Linked DNA regions of Mus musculus: region 2 is linked to region 1. Evidence: chromatin contacts called from public Hi-C data. All regions are on one chromosome and are shown on one strand. The core of a region is the stretch at or near the end of the contact, and the rest is flanking DNA. Distances in the headings are between cores, read along the strand shown. Region 1 has its middle 91 kb from the start of Gm51482. Region 2 has its middle 160 kb from the start of Gm33898.

The links. Hi-C and Micro-C count contacts between places; a contact is called where the count stands out from the background.
Region 2: a contact with region 1 is called in a Hi-C map of embryonic stem cells, with 4 times the contacts expected there. The contact joins two enhancer-like sites. A contact is called at or near these places in 2 of 484 Hi-C or Micro-C datasets (both in embryonic stem cells), 5 of 115 datasets of contacts at active chromatin or transcription factors (all in embryonic stem cells) and 1 of 9 other capture datasets (embryonic stem cells).

What each region holds. Positions count from the first base shown.
Region 1 is chr7:52,160,961-52,167,892 of GRCm38.p6, reverse strand. No RefSeq gene overlaps it. Among named protein-coding and RNA genes, the nearest start is that of Gm51482, 91 kb to the right of the region's middle. Within about 2 kb of position 3,217, at least 2 of the 459 cell types and tissues checked have an H3K27ac peak or open chromatin away from gene starts, as enhancers often do. A contact at or near this core is called in embryonic stem cells, where this site is marked.
Region 2 is chr7:52,724,084-52,731,015 of GRCm38.p6, reverse strand. No RefSeq gene overlaps it. Among named protein-coding and RNA genes, the nearest start is that of Gm33898, 160 kb to the left of the region's middle. Within about 2 kb of position 4,330, at least 6 of the 459 cell types and tissues checked have an H3K27ac peak or open chromatin away from gene starts, as enhancers often do. A contact at or near this core is called in embryonic stem cells, where this site is marked.

The DNA of each region.
Region 1 (6,932 bases), core at 1,968-4,467:
CAGTGTGAAGCCATGTCTGGCCTGAAAGTCACTATGTAGTACAGGATGGCATGGGACTTCCAAAAATCCATCTGTTTCTGCCTTCCAGGTGCTAGGATTACACTTTTTAACCACTGCGGGTGTAAAATGTAAAATTTATCCTTTGACATTGTCCTGCGTGTCTATATTTACTCTTCACTGCCCTCGCCTCTGCTCCACTAAGCCCTTCTGAAACCCCAATTCTAAAAACCACCCTATCATGTCTTCTTAATGTCATGTACAATGATTCTCTCTCATTCTCTCTCTCTCTCTCTCTCTCTCTCTCTCTCTCTCTCTCTCTGTGTGTGTGTGTGTGTGTGTGTGTGTGTGTGTGTGTGTGTGTGTGTGTGCTGATATGTACTTTTGCTCTGTTTCTATGTGAGAGTCAGAGTGTATATGCTAGAGTCTCTTTGAAGTTCAGGAAAACTTAAAGGAATCAGGTCTCTTCCACAATTATGTGGGGTCCCATGAATAAACTCTACTTGACAGGCTTGGTGGCAAGGGCCTTGTCTAATGAAGCCAAATGCCCTGCTCCATTTTCTAGTTTGTTTTTTGGTTTTTTTTTTTGTGTTGTTTTGTTTTGTTTTTTTGATTGTTTTGTTTTTTTGTGTTTTCCGTTTTGTTGTTGTTGTTGTTGTTTTATTCCTGCTGTGTTTAATCAGGATGTCTTGCCTGTCTAAACTTGTGATGTCCTATTGGATCCTGGAAAATTGGACATTATCTACACCCCTAAAGAAAAGTGATTCCTCCTGCTCCCAAAGTTACAATCAGTAGCTCTTCTACTAAGGTTGGAGCAGGAACTTCTCGCCTATGCATGCCAGAATACTGAAAGTACAGCACCTTGTGAAGCTGTAGTGGAAGTAACCACAGTTGTTGGGCTTTTGTGAGGACAAAGGCTTGTTCTGTCCAGAACAGAGGCTTTCATGGCACTCTTCCCGAGCTGCCACCTCTTATACCATTTCTGTGTCATGTTATACCACATACCCTGAGTGGTGATGTCTGGTATATGTCTGTTTGATATCAATGTCTCATTTGGGGCCAAACACTCAGCAGTTGTTCTAAAGCCTTTGAAAAGAAGTTAAGTCTATGTATTACCAGTTCCCTGGGCAAAGGAGTTTCTCTGATTAACAAAGAAAGCAGCAGTAATCTATGGACATAAACATATGTAGGAAGCAGTTTGACGTGTCCAAAATGACAATAGCATGTCTCCTCATAGTCTGTTAAGTACCACTGTATGGGTTTAGGACCAAATTTAGAGTGCCAGCTATTAATCCTATCCTGTGAAATGGAAACTCAACCAGAAAGCATCAGTTACTGTTTTAGCAATGGTGCCTTGGTTGCATCTGTAGGCATATCCTCCCCAGCAGGTCAGTATTGAAGCATATCCACTGCTGGTAACAACAGGACTTCTCTCCCAGCTCTATATGCATATTCACCACACTGGACAGAGAAATCTAGGCAGCAAGGAGTAAGTTGGCCAGGCTCAGATCATTTCTCTATGTGCCAAGACTGAACTGTGGTGTCTTCAACAGTAGGCACTTATATACTTCTGGTATATACCCAAGAAAAACAGTACTGGCCTGTTTGGGGATGGAAGCTTCAGGCCTCCTAGTTAAAATTACTTTAGGGGTATCTCCTACCTGGGACTGAATGTGTCTGTGATAACCCATGGCTTTCAGAAACAGCATGAGGTGTTCATTCAGGTGTGTCCTCCCATTTACTTTCTAAAGACTCACAGTCGTCAGCTTAGTTATTAAAGCCTTTTCTGAGTCTGATACAACTTAGTGGTTACATTGCCTGGACACCCAGCCTCCTAAATTAACCTGTCAAGTCTTAGGTCCTTGGTCCTTGCCTAAGTTGGTGTGAAGCTGGAAGCAATATTGAACTTTTCTTTATGAACTAAGCTAGTTATTCAAAGGTTGCTCAGGAATTTGTGAAACTAAATGACAGGAGTGAATATCATGGGTAGAGAATGATTTCAGCTGGATCCTCAAGTACAGCGAGGGGCTCACTAGCTAGTCCCCCCTGAGAATAATGAGCTCTTATCCATTTCCACAAGTCAACGCTCATCAAATGGATCATTCATGGAATCCATACTGATGACCCTTCCATCACTACAGTGCACAGTTTTCTTACCACTGGATATCTCTTACCCTTTGATGTCTCAGACTAGGTGAGGGTAGGAAGTAGATCTGTAGTTGTCCTCGCTGTAACCCTCCATTTGATTCCATGCCTGCCTTAGCAACAGAAACCCTCTTTTTCTCCATTCCCCTGTTCTATACTTCCCTATTGTGCTCACGCCTGCTGTTTGCTTGTCTGATATAAGTGAAGATAGAGGTTATATTTTTCCATACCACAGCTGGAGACACAGACATCCCCAAAACACCAGTCCAACATTCTGCAGGCCAACAGAATTTTAAGAGAAGCTGTTTTATTGCTAAAATCCTAGGTTGAGCAGCCAGTTCATCACTCCTAGATCAAAAGACCAGAAGGAAAGAAAGCATTCTGATCTACAGTGCTCTCCAGAGTACCACTTACTTTAAAGATAGTGCATGGAACTCAAGAGAAGGTTCAGGGCTAAAGAGAATCACATTCAATCCTTGGATTGTATTTGATCTCAGCAGCTATACTGTGGCTTACAAGGCTCTGTACTCTGGTTCTAGGAAAGCTAACTTACTATGGGGACCTCAGTTGTCACCAGAAATGCACATAACTACATGCAGACCAAACACTCACACTCATAAAGTCTTCTAAAAAAAATCAAGAAAATAGAAAATCATAAGCACAGGACTCTTGAAACTTGCACCTATTCATAAGTCTCACTAGGTTTGCTCAGTCTTGGGGCAGTGCCACACCCACTCCAGTGAAGTCTGTGTGGCAAGCCCAAAAGCTTAGATGCAGTCCTGAGGCAAAAAGTTTCATGGAAATTGATCTCCTGGAGCCTTGGCACACTAATTCTCCAGATTTGTCCTTGTCAGTGTTATATTATAGATAATGCTACTCATTCAGACAAAATGCCTCCAGTATTGATAGACAATGAAAGAAATCAGATATCACAGTTTAGTGGATAAAAGCTAAAAATCTCAGGGCTCTTTCAACAAAGTAAACTTAGAATAACAGCTGAGGCACTCCCATATGCAGGAATTTACAATGGTCTAGGAAGAAGGTGGGTTGCCGCAGACCCTCTGGGTCCCTTTGTCTGCATGGAATGGGTCTCTAGTTGCAGGTGGGCAAAGAGTCAGTGGAAATGACAGACAGATGCACATAGGAGATAGTGTAGAATTTGAACGTAATTTGTCAAGTCAAGCATCAAAACTTTTTATACAGAAGAATAACAAGAAACCAGGCAAGATACATCTACCAAGTTACAGTGACACAATACAAAAGGAATGTATACATCAAAAGAAGGCAGGGACCAGGCCGCTGCCACTAAGAAGGAAGCCAGGTGTAAAGCTAGTCTATTGTTAAGCCCACCACCAGGAGTTCTGCTTTAGCAGATCTTCTCATGAATACTGCAATACCACAACCCCCCTATTTCCTGGGCCCCGATAATTTCTTGTATGAGTGTATCATTTAAGTATCTGTAGAGAATCTCCATTTGTCAGAATTGACCAACTTGCTTCTAATATGCAATGTAGCCTGTACTGAAGATTTATATCTCAGTGGGGTTCCCTGGCTCTTTCATAGTATTCCCTTGTTTGGGTGAGACTGGCTACTGTCCTTAGTAAACACTCTGCAGACCAGCCCTGAGCTGCTGGCTCCGTCTTTTGTAATGCTTAATTAGTTACTGAATAGGTAACTTCCTTACTGCACTCCTACCGCATTCCAAGCTCCTCGGCTTCTGGAACCTTGGAACACTGGTGGGAGGCTTTAGCTATGTCAGAATCCAATCTTAAAAGACACTTATAATAAAATAATACTAAAAGAGAGCACAGGGATCCATACACTGGGCTAACGGAGAGATAGGGTGTGAGTATACAGGTTAATGAGAACGCCAAAAGCTCCAGGAAGTGAGTTCCTTTTGAAACTCTATGCCTCGTGAGTGCTCCCTGGCTTCTCAGCCTGTCAAGCAAACTTCACTGGAGTGTGTGTGGCAGTGGGTTGTCGTTTAAGGAAGAACTAGAGTATTGTATTGTTCATGAAATGGTTAGCAGAATAGAACTTCCCTGGTGCATGTTTTTCTAGGCCCAGAGGAACAGCATAATTAGGTATTTACTAAGGGATCCCTGATGTCCCTTAACAATAGACTACCATTGCACCTGAGCATATTAGTCCTTTGACCTGGCTCCTGTGAATAGCTGATTTAAGATAGGGCTTATATTATCTCAGTTGTAATATTGCCTGGTTCCTGATAGCTTTTTTTTTTCCTGATTTTTTTTAATTAGGTATTTCCTGCTAGCTTTTATGCATGCATTTTCTCTGTTTTTGTGTAAAGAGCCATTATGCATCTCGATGTACCTTGGCTGATGTATCACCTAACTTCCTTGTTTTTCTTCTGTGTTATAAGTCTGATGCTTGCTTTTGAGAAATTACATTCTGATCAATACTCCCTTGAGTTCATGTCTGTTTGTCACTTTTCGCCAACTCCTTGCCCATCTAAGTACCGAAACCCTGATTTCTCCATGGGGTGAGAGACTGACTGAGTCTAGTCCATGGCAGGGCAGGTTGCTCATTCTGCATTTCCCAGCACTGGGACACAGGCAGAGAGAAACTACAGGAATGAGAACTAGAGATTTTGGAGTTCTAAAGTAAGCTTGAGGTGACTGAAAATATCAAGCAGTAAGAAAGTTGGGAACATGGACATTTTTAGCCAAGTGCACATGGACTTTGTCCTCAGCCACCACCTCTCTCTGATTTGTACCAGACAGATTACAATGGCACTCATTTTGTGGGCTCTTAAGGAGTTTTCCAGGTAGACAGTGAGGCTGCAAGTAGAGGACCTGAGGAAGAAATGGGAGACCGGAAACATTGTCAATCTTTCTCTTGTTTATTATCCTGGGAGTTTAGCCTTAATGGGATGAACTTTGTCTAAGCAGATATGTTTTTGGCTGCAGTAAATGGAGAATTTAAACAGTGTCTGAAGGCACATGGAATGAGAAAATTCAGAGCTGAGAGGAAAACAAAAGCCTTGAGCTTCATGAAATTTTAGGCAAAAGGTGGCTAATGTCTTTTCCTTCTTTTTTACTGAGGCTCAAGGCAATTAGGTAACTCAGCCAGAAGACAAAAAGCAAAAGCATTCTGTGTATACTGGCTCACAACTTAAGTCCTGGTGCTTGGAAAGAGAGGCAGTAATGTCCATGACTTTTAACCTGTTTGGATCACATCCTGAGATCCTGACTAAAACAAATCCACCTCTAGAGAAGAGGGAGATACCTCCTGAGATGCTGGAACTTCTCCATCAGCAAGAGCAATGAACCACTCAGGTGCTTTCTTTAACACAGCAGACCTTGGAGCTGTTTATCCTTCCTGCTGCTCTTGACATTTTCCTGTTTGCATAGTAAGTGGCATTATCAGCCTATGAGACATGAGGTGTATTGATATTTCTCCACAAATACTTAGTCATGTGTTTCTTTTTTTTTAAAGATAGTATATGTAAATAAGGCAAGCTAGTCACAGATACTTATGACCCTTCTGCTTCTTCTTCACTAAGCTTTGAAAGACAGTGCTGTTGAGGCTCTGTTTAGGCCAGAGATGGCAATTTGAAATATTCAATTTCTAGAGTACAAAAACAACAAATTAACACTGTAGCTGTCAGAAGCCAAAAGATGATAGATAGGTGGGGAGAGATGCAGGTAGTTGTAAAGAACTCCTTATTGCTCACAGCCTGGGTCAGTGCCCTGCTTTCTCTGGCCACTTACCTTCCAATGATTGAAGGAGATTTAGAGGGAGCAAAGGAATGAAGTTCTCCATAGATTGACTAGAGCCTCCTGAGGAAACAGAGATTCTAAGCTGAACAGGGGAATTAGCATGCCTGTCGCTCATTGTTGAGTGTTGTCTGCCTTGTAGGAACTCCATGCATCTACCCCCATCTGTGACGTGGGTTTCTTGGTCAGAGTAGCAGGCTGTAATACTGGCTACCATGTTGGTTATGCAGTTGACATTCTAGGACCCTCAGCCTTCTCATCCAGAGACTTCTGAAAATGAAAACATGATTGGAGAGATATTGGTATCCAACACATTATGAAAAGGATGAAGCCAGGGTTACCATGAAGTGAAACCCAAGCCTGGTTTCCTGAGGACAAGGGGCAGGTCCCCTAGCAAAAGAGTACATAATAAAAAACTTGGCCATACAATTATAAAGAAGCCTTTGAAGTATGTGTGTATACATGTGTCTATACACGTGAATGAGGTGTCTCCATTTGTGAGTCATGTGAGTATGTATACAGGTGAGGTACTTTATGGGTGTGAGCATATACTTGTAGGTGTCAGTATTCATGCATGTGTGCTTAGGTGTATATGCCTGTGGGCTCACATTTATGTGTTTATTTGTAGGTGGATGTCTTTGGGCATGTGGTGTGTGTGTGTGTGTGTGTGTGTGATAATGTGTTTGTGATAATGTGCATGTTTATTTACACATGTCTATTTTTATGTCAGATGACATTTTGGTATTTAGGTGTTGCTTTTCTTCATCCAGATTTACATGGGCTAAAGAATTGACCTCAGGTCTTCAGGTTGACACAGTAACTGCATCTTAACAATTTTCCTGACCTGAGAACACCATTATTGGGATTTGAAAAGTTGGCAGATTAGAGAAAGGCATCCAGTATTCTCTCCCCTGACCAGTCTTCCCATCACTCCTCCATACTCTAATTCTGTGATACCTTTCTTAACCAGTCCTTTTATTTAGCCCCAGGATCATCTTTCCCTGACTCTACGTTTGTACCATACCTAATAGAGCAAGACTCCTATAGAGT
Region 2 (6,932 bases), core at 3,081-5,580, 560 kb before region 1:
CATTCACAAAGGAACTCACACAATATGTACTCAATGATAAGTGGATATTAGCCCCAAACCTAGGATTTCCAAGATATAAGGTACAATTTGCTATACACATGAAACTCAAGAAGAATGAAGACTGAAGTGTGGACACTATGCCCCTCGTGTGTCACTTCTATCTGTCATTCATTCACAACTCCTTGTCCACCTGCAACTAGAGACCTGTTCTATGCAGACAGGGACCAAAAAGGGTCTGCGGCAAAGAATCTTAATTGTTCCCACAGTCACTGTTGGATACCTCATGAGTTTGCAAGAGGCTGCTCCCATATGTTACAGACATGTTCCCAATGGCTGCTGTCCACTCCTTCTGTACTTGAAGATCTTACTGACCAACTTCCTGCCTAAGACCTTGAGAATGTATCTTTCTTCAAACTGATATCATTTTACCTTGTATTGCTTTGTCACAAGTGGTATCATCAAATTTGGCTCTGTCTCAATATCTCTTTTGCACAAGGATCATTTCTTAGATTCTAAGACCAAAAGGGTAGAGGTATTAATAGATTGTCCTAAAAAGCCCAATAAGATTCTCACATGCCTCTTATACAAAACAACCCTTTCAAATAAACTGACAGATAGAAACAAACAAACAAACAAACAAAAACAAAAAAACAAAATATCTGATTGAAACCTCCACCATTCACTGGTGAGGATATCCAACAACCTATATTGTGATGTGTTCTCAGTAGGAATGGCATGGGCACATAAAGAAATGGCTTCACATTTTTCAATCTGCAGCACAATCTGACATTAATTTAGTGCTGATATGGAACAGTCTTAGTAGCTTAAAACAACTCCCAAGTATTAGGAATGATACCAGGGTATCAGGTTTTCTAATCTCCAAGTCAAAGTGGTAGTTGGACTGAAACCCTTCACTGTCTCTGGGATATAAATGGCATATATTCAGCCATTGTAAAAAACAACTGAATTGCATGAAACGTACATAACTAAAGTCCCTGATCATGACTCAAGGCTGTCTCCATTTTTCTACAATGGTTGATTTCTTCTATCTGGCTACTGACTATGCAGTTTCATTCACAATTCAAATTCTTGGTAATTCCTTTCATACTCAGAAAAAAAATTTTATGTGACAGGTGATTAGAGTTTCTCAAGCACCCATAAGCCAGAAATCCTGCTGGTACTGGGCATGACATTGCCCAGCTGTGACAGAAACATGGCAATGGCGAAAGGAAGATGAATGGGAAAACACAACAATAGTTATGGGTAGGAAACATGGGAGGACATGTGGGTGGTAATAAATGGGGATGGTCACAAAGACATGGGAATGGGAATGCTGTGCCCAAGGTTCTACTGCTTATGGTACAACTACAGTTTTATCTTGTTCTTTACGGTTGTGGCACATTTCATCAATCCCAGCCTGGCAGTCGTTGCACACTTTACCATCTGATCCCTGTCAGACTGCCTATATTTCTCAGCTGATACATGCCCCACCCTAGAAGACTGATTTCCCCTCCTTTTTAATCACTTACCCTTTGTGTGATAAAATGCCATGACCAAAAGCACCTTATAAGAGTAAGAGTTTATTTTGGCTTATGGTTCCAGAGGAAGAGTCCATCCTGGAGGGGAGGCATGGTACTAAGCAGCAGGTATAGGATCAAGAACAGGAAGCTGAAATCTCACATCTTGACAGCAAATATGTAGCAGAGAGAAGAAACTGGGAGTCATGCAATGATTCTAATCTCAGAGACCATTGCCATTCTTCCTCCAGCAAATCCATACCTCCTAAACCTCCAAAAGCAGGGCTAGCAATGGAGACCAAGTATTCATTTGTCTAAGGCTAAAGGACAGATTTCTGACTTAAACTTCAGCACTCTTCTCCACAGCAGCATTACTTAGAAACAATTTTCTTACAACTGAGTCAAGATTTTAACTTGCTTTGTGTGGATTATACTGTGAAATATTCACTTAGCAGATGCTCTACACAGCTGCCTTGATCACTATATATCTGTAAGCCTTAAACAATGAATAATAAGAGTTACTAGGCAAATTGAAACAAATGTAGCTTTGAGTAGTTAATCAATCCTAATAACTTTTGCTCTGTACACATTTCCTGCTATCTGTAGCCAATTAATTATCCAATAGCCTTCTTTGAGTTTCACATTGATTACAGTTGTTTTTGCTTAAAACAATCATTACTTATCCTGTTGAATACAGGAATTCAGGATAATGCCCAGTTCTATCAGAGTTTTACTTTGTCCAAATTTCTGTCCTGAAAATAGGTGTTAAGACATTTTGACTATTATAGTATGTAGAAAATCATGGAAGGATGATGACATAACCCAGAAGCACTTTTACCAGAATAGATGGGAGTTTCAAGCTGCCATATCAGGCCTCTGAAATTCTGGCCAAATAGCTGCTAATATAGAATAAGCCAGGCATATAAAGGGACAGGAGAGTTAAAACCTTATTAGGTATGTGAGGGACTCAGCTGGTCAGACAGCCAGAGTATTGATTAATAGTCTATGCTGCTTAAATTTCTTCAAATTTCCTTTGAACACGGAGAGTGAGGAGGGAATTTCCTGCCTCATTTTAAGTGGGTCATGTGTGTGAGTATCCTTGTTCTAGATAGATTCCGAGCCTGGGGTTCCCTTGAGGCAAGAGATCTCAGTAATGGCAAAAATGTCAAAGTTTTGACAGTAGCCACCTTCAGAATTAAGAGTACCCATTTGTTTCCCAGGGGTAATGTGCCATCTCTTCAGTTCAATTTCCCAAATGCACGTTCGGAATCTTTAAGTTTCCTGAAGCATGGTTTTATATTCACAGACCTCGACTTTCACCTCTGTTTTATATCACCATCTGGACAAGTGAACTATGTCTCCCTTTTATGTCTGTTTCCTTTAAAGCCATTTAACTGCTGCATTTCCTAGCACTCTGCTTTATTATTATGAGATTTTTGCGAGATTCCAGTTCTACAAAGAAAGGGCAGACAGAGATTAAAGTGTTGGCTGCTGTAACTGAGCTACAGAACCTGACATGGCTAAGAGACAATATGAACTTCAACATCTTACCTGTTCACATCCACAGCAGGCGTGATTTCTGGATCTTCGGCAGTTGATGGAAACAGATGCAGAGAGATCCACAGACAAACATTAGGCAGAGCTTGAGTATAGAAGAGGAAGAGAAAAGATTGGAGAAGCCAGAGAGATCAAGAACACAACAAGAAAACCTACATAATCAACTAATCTTAGCTCATAGGGGCTCGTTGAGAGTGAACCACCAATCAGAGAAGAGAGCCTGTATTGGTCAAAGCTAGGACCCCTAAATATTTGCAACAGATGTACAGTTTTGACTTCATGTGGGATCTCTAACAACTGGAACAGAGGCTGTCTCTGACTCTGTTGCCTGCCTTTGGATTCCTTTTCCCTAACTGGGATGCCTTGTCCAGCCACAATAGGAGCTGTGCCTAATTCTACTGCAATTTTATATATCAAGTTGGATTGATATCTATGGGAGGCCTCACCTCCTTTGAGAAAATGGACAGGGGAATGGAGGAGGTGAGGTTAGAGGGAGACACTGAGAGGAGACATGAGAGGGAAATAAGGTAAAAAAAAAAAAAGAGTTTTCTTGGTCCATTCTTTAAATCCCTTAGGTGCCCGAAACACATCCCTGGATAAGCCTCATCTTCGCACAGATACTTTCGGTGGCCCCTGATTTCAAATCTGATCCTTGTGTAACATGCTTCAAGGTCCTAAGCAGTACTTAACTTCATTTTGCTTGCTGAAGAAACATGATTTATTTTAATTAGAGGATAAATTATATTACACCATATTTTGCAAAATCATCTTGATGATCTATTCATTACCAGGCTGTTGCAGTAAATCTCTTCCCAAATTTGCCCGGGCAATAAAAACACAACACAGTTAATATGATTACATGCTGTGTGCCTAGATTGGGCTCATGCCACTACACTGCCATCTTCCACAGCTTATGAGACCCCTTAGAACTTGAAGTTTCTCCAGGCCATTTGCTTCTGCTCTGCTTTTCTTCATCTTCCTCCTCTTCTCTGTCCTCTCCTTCTTCCATTTTCTCTCTCTCTCTCTCTCTCTCTCTCTCTCTCTCTCTCTCTCTCTCACACACACACACACACACACACACACACACACACATACACACACACACCTTCTGTTCCACCTTCCCTTTTATCTGCATGATCATCAGCTCTCCTTTATTTTACAAATTAAGATGGGAAGCAGGTTTACAGGAAATCACCTGAGTGCTGACTCACTCCTTGTTCCCAGCCACTTACAGGAGAACGGAATTAGCATCAAACATAATTAGCCCCAGGCTTATCCACAACACCAGGCTACCTCCTTTTTATTCTGTAATGAATCTACTGATTCTGCTTCTCTTAAAAGATGTTGGATTTTTTTTAACTGTGCATGCATAAAACAAAGTATTAATGGCAGGTATCAGTCAAGTCAAGATCATGCCAGTCTGAGTGGTTTGTTTGGAGAAGAATTTTCTTTCAGGACCTCTGTATAGACTCTGAGATAACAATGGAAGTAGCCCTTGGTTTCTCAATGACAGTAGTATTTTCTGAACACCCAATGAAGCTGACCTGGTGACAAGGTCAAAGAGTCAGGGAACTGAAATACTGGGCTAACTTATCCCCGTAAAGGTAATGACACAGGCTGTGCTGTCTTTGATGAAAACAGAATAAGATGGGAAGACACACAGAAGTCCAGTAACCTACACACATACACACCTATATGAGGAGGCATAAGGAAGATGCCCCATGTTAATCACAGGTGTGTCATAATCCTGAGCAACATAGCTTATTCTTGATCAGGGCTTTCTTACTTGTCATAAATCTACTCTCTTCTGACCACACACACACACACACACACACACACACACACACTCTCACACTCTCTCTCTCTCTCTCTCTCTCTCTCTCTCTCTCTCTCTCTCTCTCACAATGTCTGGCCATTCTGATCAATCATTCAACTTTTTACTATGGACCAAGTGAAACATGGCCAAAGAAAGTTATCAATGGACCATGGGGATTACTTCAAGTAATCTGGTAAAGTACTCAGCCTATAAAACAAGGGGTGTCTCAGATTGTTGAGAAAAAAACTAGACCATTGATAGGCAATAAAATGGTACTTTCCAGTACTACCTGCAGAAGAGGTGAGTTATTATGTTAAGAGACATTGAGAACTGAGAGTTAAATGGTACTATAAGGCACATAAAGAATTCTGGGTGAAAAGCTTATGTAATACAATAATGGATGTCATGCTGTGTTCCTGGGGAACTTAGATGGGAAGGCTTAGATGGAAGGGAAAGAGTGTGATATTACTCATGCAATAGAGAGAATGCTAATATTTTTCTTAGAAGAACAACCATTTATTCATGTGTTTATAAATATACACCATTGGATACATCTTTAAATTATTTTGTCTGAAGGCTAGACTACATTCATAGAGAAAAACCCCAAAACTATTATTTCACTAAAAGAACATATCAATAAAAAGACTCTTAATGACATTCTGATATTGAGGCTACTGTGACTGTCACACAGCAGATAGCTTATGTACAATAAGGTTATTTTTCTTGCATATCTGGGAGCTAGATGATCCTGAGTCTGGTAATTTTCTAGATACAAGAGGGCTCCATCTAGCTTGGGCCTCAAGACATCATAGGATCAAAGTACAACTTCCTAGCCTCTTTGAACAATATACTAGCCTGAAAGTTTGCATCTTTAATACCATCACTGAATTTGTTCAACTAAAATGCTGAGTAATACAGTTAAACTGTAAATGAGAATTGCCATTTAAGCAAGTCTGAGGATCCAGTTTTAGAAAGTCAGATTGCTAGTGGAGGCTTACTCTGATTTCCCTTTGTGTAATAATTATGATCAATTATTACTCACATTCTTAATGAGGCTCCTATCTCTGTTTTGCAGTCAGTAAAAGTGTATAATTATTTGAAGTTTCATTCCTAAGTGCTCCAACTTCCTATGAGCTGTAGACACTGGATCCTCTATCTCTTTCTGATTTTACTTTGAAATTAAGACACGTATATAAATTCAAGCATATACTGACACCTGATTTTTGATAAAGAAGCCAGAAATAGGAAGTGGAAAACAAAAGCATCTTCAACAAATGATGCCAGTTAAACTTGATGCCTGCATGCAGAGGAATACTAATAGATCCGTATGCAGCACTCTGTTCAATATTAAATTCTTAAGTGGATCAAAAACTTCAACATAAACCCAGACACACTGAACCTGATAGAAAATAGCTTGGGGAATAGTCATGAATTTATTGACACAAGAGAAGAGTTTCTGAAAAGGACACTAATATTTCAGGCACTAAGATTATCAATTAATAAATAAGACCTTATGGGACTAAAATGCTTACATAAAGCAAAAGGCACCATAAATCAAAAAAAGTGGCAGACTGTATATTGAATATATTTTAACTTATTTTCTATTAATATATGAAAAATTTCCCACTAAAACATACATTGAAAATGAAAACAGTTTGCATGCATGTATATATTTCTCCTTATTCTCTTTTATTAGAAGAACAACCTTTTATTCATGAGTTTATAAATATATACCATTGAACACATCTCTAAATTATTTTGTAATTTAGAGCTACTAAATAAACAGCTACACCAGCTACTAAATAAAATTTTTAGTAGCTGTTGCGTGAATTAAAAGAAAGTTCACAGAATCTTACTTTTTATAGCAAAGCATATACGGAGGAGTTTGTTTTCTTTCTCTCATTGCCTGCTGTTTGAAGAGGTGAGGTGGGCTCATTGAGATTATAGTTTTATCTATTCAACTTAGTCCTTAGCAGATTCACAATAAATCAAACCTCTATCAGAAAGCAATAATTTGAAAAAATCATGGGCCTTGTGGTGGG